Linked DNA regions of Arachis hypogaea: region 1 is linked to region 2. Evidence: chromatin contacts called from public Hi-C data. All regions are on one chromosome and are shown on one strand. Each heading gives the region's core, a stretch centred on a gene start, on an enhancer-like site or on the middle of the called end of the contact. The rest is flanking DNA. Distances are from core to core; before and after follow the strand shown.

Region 1 (5,043 bases), core at 2,299-4,798, 33 kb before region 2:
AAATGTTACACCAAATTGGCATGTTAGTAATCAATGGAGGTCAATAAGTAGAATGAAACTGACCTCAGAAAAAGTGGAACCTTACACATTTATATATGTTTTCAACTAATAAATTGCCCCTTTGTTAAAAGAATCTAATAAATAAATTTATTATTATTTTTGTCTGAAAAATACAAAAAATTATAGTACAATATTATTGTGTAATTAATAATAATTATTATTTTATTTTATTTTATTTTTAGACGGAGGACTATTATATCTAATAAAGAGAAACATTGGGAATTGATTTGTACATTAATTTTTTTTAGGACTAAAATGTATGTTTTTAAAATCTTTGGGGACTGATCTGAGTAATTATTCTGTCGAAAAATGAATTGGGGACTGATTTGTCTGTCAGAGTAAAACCTTGGGATTGATCTGTGTATTAATTTTTCTTGGAGACTAAAATGTTAACTTTTAAAATTTTTAGAGACTGATTTGGGTAATTACTCATCTTAATATTTTAATATAGTTTTTTTTAAATAACTACTATATTTATTTAAAATAACTTCTTTTAAGGATTAATATAACTAAAAAAATTATTTGAAGACTAATTTAAAAAATAAATGATCTTTTAGGAACGAATTTGACTATTAACTCCTAAATTAATCCACTTCTTTTCTATTTTTCTTTCTCCCACTATCTTTTTTCCACTTTATTTCAAACAAACAAAGCCAACATATGCTCTAGGGATGCAAAATCTTCTCTAAATTAGGTCAGTTAGTTGGAGAAAAAAAAAGGGAGAAAATAAAAAGAAAAGAGATAAAAGTATGTTATTTCAAATTCAAAATTGGTAAACTTTAACCGGCGGCAACCGTAAAAGTTTGAATTGAAAAAAGATATATGTATAATTTATATAAAAAGTGTGTGACACACAATTTTATTATTCTAATTTCAAGTTGTCTAATAATTTTGAGGGGCTAAAATTACTCTGAATTCAGAGTATCTAATGGCAACTTAGTTTTACTATTTTTCTAATTTAAAGTTATCCAACAATGTTGAGGAGTTAAAATTAATCTAAAGATACAGCTTCCTTTCCTTTTTTCAAAGTAAATCCTACTTTTCAATGCAAAGGCTTCATATGCATGCATATTTAACCAACATTATATTTTACTCCCTCTCACATGCTATCAAATGCTCTCCCACATTGTAGGAATAATTAAGGTATATTTGTTCACGCGCACTGAGCAACCCATTAGGCCAAGCTTTGAAAGTTGGTATGTGTTTTGGTCGTGCATGCCCAATGCCTTTATGTGAATTGTGTGGGACTCGTAAAGTAAAGCTGCTCTTCCATAAAGAAATCTGTTTTGCCATTCAATCTTATCTACCTACGAAGGATTTTCTTGCGGTTCCATTTTTTCTTTCTTTTAACTAGTGAGGAAAACCCATTTTTTTAAGAAACGTGCCACTCAATAGAATATTCACGATAGTTACTCTTTAAGTTTGAATGCTAGTAAAAGCTATGCTTTGGGAAAATTGAAATTGGAGGGAAATGCTTAATGATTTTGTTCCTTTTAGTGATCACAAGAGTCACCCCAAGATATGATTATGCGATAATCAGTTAATCACTTTAAACAACATCCCACATGGGCGTGGAAAAAACAGGGGCTGATACTTTCCTTCAGTTATTTAATTTATAATAAGTTTGTGAATTGTGATAACCCATTATATAATTATGCTAGTAATATATCAAAATTAGTTAGTATATACAATCATGCTATATATATATATATATATATATATATATTAAAATCGATCACTAAAATTAGTCGTAAGTATAAAATATATATTAGAATATAAATATACACTGAAAATAAATTAAATTACATATGTATTTATACATAAATATATTATGACTAATTTTAGTGACTAATTTTAATGTATAAATAATATTTTTACAATACCTAATACACTTTAAAATACAAAATACACATTAAAAATGAGTTAAACTACATATATAAATATAAATATATAATGACTAATTTTAATGTACAAATAACAATTTTATCTATTATATTATTGGTGTCAAATTCTTGCCTCTGACTGTATTCCTATAACTATCATCATTAATTAGTGCTTTTGATAAAATCATGCAGCTTAAACACTATACTGAATGGCCAATGAGTTATAACTCAAATGACATAGTCTCTCCATACTCACCTAAAATGTTGCAGGTTCGAGCCTCCCTATATTTGTTAAAAAAAAAAAAAACACTATACCAAATGGTTCAAATCTTAATCTCTTTGATTAATGATATATTAACCAGAAGGGTAATTCTTCTTCGTGGATAACTTGATTATATATGTACCACAAAGGTTGTGAGGGTGAAATGAAAACATACATATATAGTGTAGCTGATCAATGTTTGATAATCTCTTTGTATAATTCATTTTCAAAGAAAATTGTTGTTGCCAGCTAGCTATAATTAACGTCAATTTTGGTTACATTAGAGAGAGATATATTTAATTAAGAATAACACATGAAGATGAAGTTCATAAAATACACCTAACAATTAAATGAGAATTTGACATAGACAGAAAAAAAAAATGGGAATTCGATATAAAGATTAGATACACACCTAATCCTAAGCTGGAAAGCACAAGAAATTTGACTATTTGCTGTTTGCACAACTTGTCATTGCTGAGCTAGCTTTAAATTTTGAAGTGGATGGGTTCCATTGAAGTTGCGGCATAAGGGATTTTGTTACATGTGTAATCTTTTTTTTTTTAGGATTTTTTATTTTAATAAATAAAATAAATATAATAATTACTAAAATAAATAATTTTAAAATTTATTATCAAAATCTGTCACTTTCACTTATCTTGTTCACACTGTGAACGAGATAATTTTACACGTATTTCATTTAGACTGTAAACGAGATACGTGTAAAATTATCTCGTTCACCGTGGGATTTGGATCCTCTAAATTTTGAATTTCACTTTAGAGAATAAAGTCTGATCTCTAACTCTTGAATGATTTCTCTCTCATTTTTTTTGGTCCCACCTATGAAATAAATGGTGAGAAATCAAACTTTACTCTCTAAAGTGAAATTCAAAATTTAGAGGATCCAAATCCTTTACCGTGTAAACGAATTAATTACTAAATAAATTAATAAACAGTGGTTACCTCGCAGTCATAGGATACATATAGATAGCTCGCTCCGGTGGACATTACTGAGAAAATCTCTGGTATATACAGGACATCAACAGCAGAGTACAATCATCGATGTTCGTGACTACTCGGTGTGCCGCCAAGCACAGTGACTAGTACGTCCAGGCCAGCACGGCCGAGCTCCAAGACAACGCCCGACACCACCCAAAGTCCTCAAGAAGTGAGAGCCAACACAGGTGGACTAAGTTGTTCGACTTGTCCGTCATCATATATTCTCCGATCAGTAACATGATGTAGCATCTAGCGTACTGTTAGAGGGTCTCTGGGTCGTCCGTAAGGGGCATCTGCCAGACACGATCCCGCAGCCATACGAGTTTCAGCGTGAACGACTCCTTCCTTTGCACCGCTTGCTGTGGAGCCACCGGAGGCCTAGCACCCATCAGCCGCTCCATTAGCTGCCACATCTCTGTTTGGTACCACCTATCGAAGTCACAGAAGCACCCCCAATAGGGTCCCCGTGGGATAGACCTAGGTGGTACACTACGTCCTGCAGGGTGATAGTGACCTCACCCCACAGGAGATGAAATGTGTGTGTCTCCGGATGCCATCGCTCCACGAATGCCGTAATCAAGGCATTGTCGAATGTAAAATTCCTGAGAGGTACCGTGTCATCGAATCCAGCCTCCCTCAGATACGGGACGATGGCGTCGGGTGGAGGAAGGGTATGACTCACTCATCGGGACAATAGAAGGCGAGGCCTCTGAAAAAAAAAATGTTCACAATTATCAATAAGTAATTTTAAAACTTTTATTTGTTCTTTTAAGTTTAACTATCCTTATAATATCACTAAATTTTTAAATAGGTTTCTATATTTTTTCTATTAAATTTTTACACTGTTTTAAATTTTGTAATTAGATCTTTTCAGTATAAATTTTTTTTGTTAAATAAATGCTTTTTTAAAAATTATAGATTTTATAATTAAGAACATAATTAGATATTTAGTTACATATTTTTCAAAAAAAAATATCATTCTGTTAGTTTTAATATGTTTGACATAAAAAAATCTATTTATAAAATTAAAAGGAGTATAATAACTAAATTAAAAAATATAAAAAATTCAATTATAAATTTGATGAAATTAAAAGAAATAAAATAGAGTTCCAAATTAATAATTATGTAGTAACAACCTAACACAAGTGAAATAAAAGAGTTCCAAATTTTTATTAGTGACTTATTCCTAACTATACAAGCAATATTCTAATTCTTGATGACTACCCTAACCATGGCTATATACAGACATATATCTATATGGGATTGCATAAAATTTAACAAAACATAACTAACTGCAAAGTCGACTGCCCCGACATTGCGAAGTCTCGTTCAGCCTGTTGATGTCTCCGTCTTTATTAGCTGCGTGCGCCATCGTCGTATTTATTGATTATATGGTCAGAAAGGAGTAAAAGAGAGGAGAAAGTGGTTGAAAAGTTCAAACTGGTGCCCGGTCAAACGCTGTCAACGAGTTGTATATATAGCTGTCGCCCTCTCTTATCTCGTTTACACTGTAAACGAGATAAGAGAATGTCACAAATTTCAGTAATAAATTTTAAAATTATTTATTTTAACAATTATTACATTTATTTTATTTATTAAAATAAAAAATCCAATTTCTTTATATATATACCTTTGTTAATTCATACCTCAAGTTAACATGTTAAAAGAAAAAAGAGGCCAATATTATATATATATATATATATATATATATATATATATATATATATAAACAGTCATGTTACACATTCATATAATTTTTTATCCAAGTTCATTCAAGCTGGCCCAATATCAAAAAAATATAATATCATTAAATGAAATGTGACTCCACGCACCCAAACGCAC
Region 2 (5,330 bases), core at 929-3,428:
GAACCGAAATTTGTTCAAATTTGAACAAGTAGTCAAAAAGACTCAATTATCAATAAAAACACGTCGAACTCATTTATAGATCCAAATAAACCTCAATTAAACTAATGAATGAATCGAAATTATTTAAGGAATAAAAAATTTGATCAATTCTTATCAACAACATCAAGTGAAAAACATGAAAAAATAAAATAAAAAAGAAGAAACGCATAATGCTGCAAAATCACTTGATGGATTTGGATGAGTTTTTTGTTAATGATTCAAGTTTGTTTGTATGCTTGTTTTCGAATGCATTAAGTAATTTCGGTTAATTCTGGATTCAAATAAGGTGCAATTGGTCTGTGCTTATTTTGAAACGAGTTTGTTTGTGTATCGTCATCATTAAGTAATTTCGGTTCATTCGAAATTTAATTTTCGGTTCATTCTGGATGTAATTTCAGTTCATTTCTGTTTCTAATCATTCAATTTTGTTTGTGTGCTTGTTTTCGAACGCAATCATTAAGTAATTTAGGTTCATTTTGGATTTAAATAAGGTACACTTGGTCTGTGCTTCTTTTGAAACAAGTTTGTTTGTGTATCATCATCATTAAGTAATTTAGATTTATTTTAGATGTAATGTCGGTTCATTTCTGAGTGAATCAAGGTGCATTTGGTCTCGTTGTTTTGCACAATTCAAAACACATAATGTGAGGAAGAATAAAGAACGCAAAGAAGAATGAACAAAAAGAAGGAGGAGGAGGAGAAAATAGAGAAGGAAGAACGCGAAGGAGGAGGAGAAGGAGGAATGCGAAGAAGAAGACGATGATGACGACAACAATAACATACCGTGCGTATAATCACGCTCTTTTAATGAGAGTAGTTTTTATTGGTGTTAAATCTACTTGATTAAATTTGAATGACAATAATATTTAAATGTGTAAAAAATTTGTTAAAAAAATAAGGAATACACAGGTTCTCCTAACATTTTATGGTTCAAATAGCACAAAAGAATGATAAAATATTACATGTTATGCACTTAAACTTTTATTTTTCTTAATTTCACACGTTTGATTTAATTCAAAGGAAAAATATTTCCACAATATTTTGGGACAATATAATAAAAATAAAGCTATACTAGAAAAGAAAAAAAAAAAAAACATAAATGGTAATGTGGAAAGGAGAAAGAGGGATTTTGATCCTCTAAAATTTAAATTTTACTTTAAAGAATAAAGTATGATCTTCTATCCTTGAATAGTTTCTCTTTCATATTTATTCTTGGTCCAACTTATAAAATTAATAGTGAGAGATCACACTTTACTCTCTAAAGTGAAATTCAAATTTTAGGGATCCAAATTCGAGAAAAAGAGTTTGGGACCCATGGGCATAGTAGTGTAAATTGTAAAACCTAGAAGCAGAGGGGTATTTGTGTCAAATGATGAATTGGGTGCATGTGCCTGTGGAAGCTTGGAAGCTATCAGTGCTATTACTGCTATGGCCCACTTGGATTTTGCAGATTTCCCGCTCACATGGCTATTCAACCTCACGGTTTTTTCTTCCCAGTAGCCCGTAGCCACACAACACTCTTTTGCACCATCAAAAATTGACCTCTTTCCCACTTGCACTCTTTCATACATACTTAAATACATTACTTTTTAATTAAAAAAACCTCTAACTTTATAATTTTAACATATATTTCTAAGACACAAGTTAATTAAAATTTTAAAAAATAAAAACATTATGCATAATATACATTTTTTTTTTAAAAATTAACTACCATTTTTATTTTTCATCCAAAAAATTCCCCTTAAATATACACTTACACTACACAAACAATAATGCTATATACTTGATAAGTCTATTAAAAATATAAAATATAAAGATGTTATTTGTTATGTATTTAATTTTTAACACTTTATTATATTCGAATTTTTTTTAGATTTATGTTAAAAAATATTAAGTGATAAAAATCTACTGCTTTTTTTTTTATCGAAGATATGGAGACTCGAACCCGCAACCTCTTAATTGAGTATGTGGAGACTATGTCATTTGAACTATTACTTCTTGGTAAATCTACTGCCTTTCTTGCACTACTTTGTTTATGTTATTTAATATATATATATATATATATATAATATAATACATGTCAATTCTTAAATAATACAATCCACTTTATGTCCCTAGCGGTATTCTTCGGTTCAAACAGTTCAAAAGAGTTAGTTAAAGTTTTGATTGTGGCCCTATGCTACCCTCCAAAGTCCAAACCCCTCAAACCTCTATAAATTAGGTACCACTGCCAACCATTTTTCCTCACTCCTCTGCTTCACAATCACATTTATCTCTCCCGTGTTGCTGCAGCAGCTAGCCCCCTCTTTTGTTGTCCCCATAATATCAAAATTAATTCCCTTTAGTATAAGGAAAGGAAAATGGCTCTCATTGGGTTTCTCTTGGTTAGTTTTCTTACTATGTTCTCCTCAGCTTACGCCAATGGTGGAGCAGGATGGACCAATGCTCATGCTACCTTCTATGGCGGGGGTGATGCATCAGGGACAATGGGTATGCATGCACTCATTTTTGTTTTGTATTTTTCTAAAAGCTTCAATTTTTTGCAACCCCATTTGAGTAACTTTTAATGGGTCATGAACATTTGTTGTGTTTGTTTCAGGTGGGGCTTGTGGATATGGAAACCTCTATAGCCAGGGGTACGGAACAACCACTGCTGCTTTGAGCACTGCACTTTTCAACAATGGCTTGAGCTGTGGCTCTTGCTATGAGATTAAGTGTGTGAATGACCAGAAATGGTGCCTCCCTGGCTCCATTGTGGTCACTGCCACTAATTTCTGCCCTCCAAACAATGCATTGCCAAACAATGCAGGTGGGTGGTGCAACCCTCCTCTTCACCACTTTGATCTAGCTCAGCCTGTGTTCCTCCGCATTGCTCAATACAAAGCTGGAATAGTCCCTGTCGCTTACAGGAGGTATAAAGTTACTATCTTTATCAAATTCCCAAATTGGGCTTATTTATGGTTTAGGGTTTGTTAATTTTGGTGAATGGTTTTTCAAAGAGTGCTGAAGGTGTGTCCTTTTATGGTTTCATAGGGTGGCATGCAGGAGAAGAGGAGGAATAAGGTTCACTATTAATGGTCATTCCTACTTCAACCTAGTACTAATCACAAACGTTGGTGGTGCTGGTGATGTTCATTCTGTGTCCATCAAGGGTTCAAAAACCGGTTGGATGCCAATGTCAAGAAACTGGGGACAAAACTGGCAGAGCAACAACTACCTCAATGGCCAAAGCCTCTCATTCAAGGTCACTACAAGTGATGGCCGTACAGTGGTCTCTAACAATGTTGCCCCAGCTGGTTGGACCTTTGGCCAAACCTACACTGGTGCTCAATTCCACTAGGGTCCTTATGGTCAAAAGTCCAACTCAAATTTTTACATATATACATACGTAGTATGTGACCTAAAATAGTATACTAGGGTATTAGATAGTATGCTACTAGTAATAGTCATGGGGTCAAGCCTCTGGTCTTTTTAAAATTTGGCTTTCTAGGGTTTTGAGAAGGGCTTATTTTAAAATGGTCCTTCAATTTTTAAGTTTTTATCTTGTGTTATGGAGAAGTTGGGGGGACCCTCTTGTTAAATTGGCCCTTCACTTTTCGGAAAAGCTTTTTGTGAACCTTCCTGCTACTAAATAGAAGCTAGCAGGGGGTGGAACTTTCTTTTTAATATTTTTATTATGGGTGAACAACTACTAAATTGGAAGAGGTGGATTCTATTATGGTTACCACCCGCCATTAGTAGTGGGGTTACTTTTTCCGCTTTATTGGGCGTGTTGTGAGCATTGTTTGCTCTTGGAGTATGTCTAGTTTTATGGGAGAATATTGTAGTGTAAATTTTCCTAATGGAAAGTTTCTGTTATTAACTACTCCTTTGTATTTTATTTCTTATTGCCCATATATCCATTTACCTATTTTTAAAAGAAAAGAAGGATAATATTTTTTTAAAAAGAATTAGAAGACAAAAAGGAAAGTAGTAATAATTGTTCTCTTCGGCTGAGTAAAGCAAATCAAGACTTCTCAAGATGGGTAAAGATTTGATTCCTAAGGGCCTAATAACATGGGCCACACATGAAGTTGAAATATAAACAATCTTTGTGCTCATGTTTCGGATCTGTATGTGACCAAGGAAATACAGTTTGAGACAGCATCACAAAAATGGGGCCTACATTATTATTACGATAGGTTTTCAATTAGCAAGAGTGATAGTTTTAGTTGCCAATGAATTATAAGCTCAAATGACATAGTCTTTTCATACTCAATTAAGAGGTTGCGGGTTTGAGTCTCTTATTTTTGGTAAAAAATAAAAAAAAAGTGATAGTTTTAGTTAATGCATATGTCATGTAAAATAAATTTGAGCAATTTTCATATAGAAATAGGTCATCACATCATAGGATACTCAATAGTCAATAGCAAGAAGAGCACAAAAATATTAATATTTATTAGTAGTTTGCTTGACCCCTCAAATTTTAGAAATTTATTTTACCGATTAAAATAATGATAGCCATTGAAATTTGAACTAGGGTTCCGGGAGCAGATGTCCCCTGTCCCCATGTGCACTTTACTTAACTGTGCACTTCATTAGGAGAATTAACTGTTAAGTAACACTATTTTTATAAATCTAGTTGCGGATCCATGAAGAAAACTAGAAAAGCAGATGTTAAGACATCGGATGCACATGTTAACGCCCATAACATAAGCCTCTTTTTCTTTGGCGGTCCCTTTTCTCGTGGTTTCTTAGACCAAGTTGGGCCTTTTTTCCCCCAGTATTCGCATCGACAAATTGAAAAGCCCCAATCGGCCAATCTTTTTCCTTGATTTCATTCTACAAAAATCATCCTTATTCTTTATCCCTTGCCTTTATTGGGTTCGGTAAACTCAGTTGTAACTTGAATTTGAATTCCCTATTCTTGTACAACCTGGTCTCTATACACATGTATGAGAAATCGGAAATGCTATGAAGTTTAACATTTACTTTTTCTTAAGAAAATGCTGACCTTCACTCATATTTGCTCTTCGTTCTAAAGGAGTAGAGGTTAACATTATATATATATATACATATTTGTCTAATTGCATCCATCTTTTTGGATGAACATTCACACTAAAATGTAATTATTTTTACTATTGTAGCATTATGTAATTGAATACATATATAAAACTATTTTATATTGATGGTGCATCAAAATTAAATTATATATATAATGCAAGCTAAATTGATAGAAAAATATGGTCAAGCTTGACTTACGGGTAGCTTCTTTCTTTCCTCATTTTAGTCATTTATAAATTTATAAATTT

The links. A called contact is a pair of places that touch in the nucleus more often than the background predicts.
Region 1: a Hi-C map of an unstated tissue shows a contact between it and region 2, with 6 times the contacts expected there. The contact joins the enhancer-like site here to the promoter of LOC112734103 in region 2. A contact is called at or near these places in 4 of 8 Hi-C or Micro-C datasets (leaf and an unstated tissue).

What each region holds. Positions count from the first base shown.
Region 1 is chr3:135,439,951-135,444,993 of arahy.Tifrunner.gnm2.J5K5, reverse strand. No RefSeq gene overlaps it. Among protein-coding and RNA genes, the nearest start is that of LOC112734107, 16 kb to the left of the region's middle. Within about 2 kb of position 3,548, at least 1 of the 3 cell types and tissues checked has open chromatin away from gene starts, as enhancers often do.
Region 2 is chr3:135,405,500-135,410,829 of arahy.Tifrunner.gnm2.J5K5, reverse strand. LOC112734103 (expansin-A1) reads left to right here and starts at 2,178. Exons shown (of 3, transcript XM_025783309.3): 1 at 2,178-2,529; 2 at 2,639-2,951; 3 at 3,073-3,904. The coding sequence starts at 2,400. The coding sequence ends at 3,379.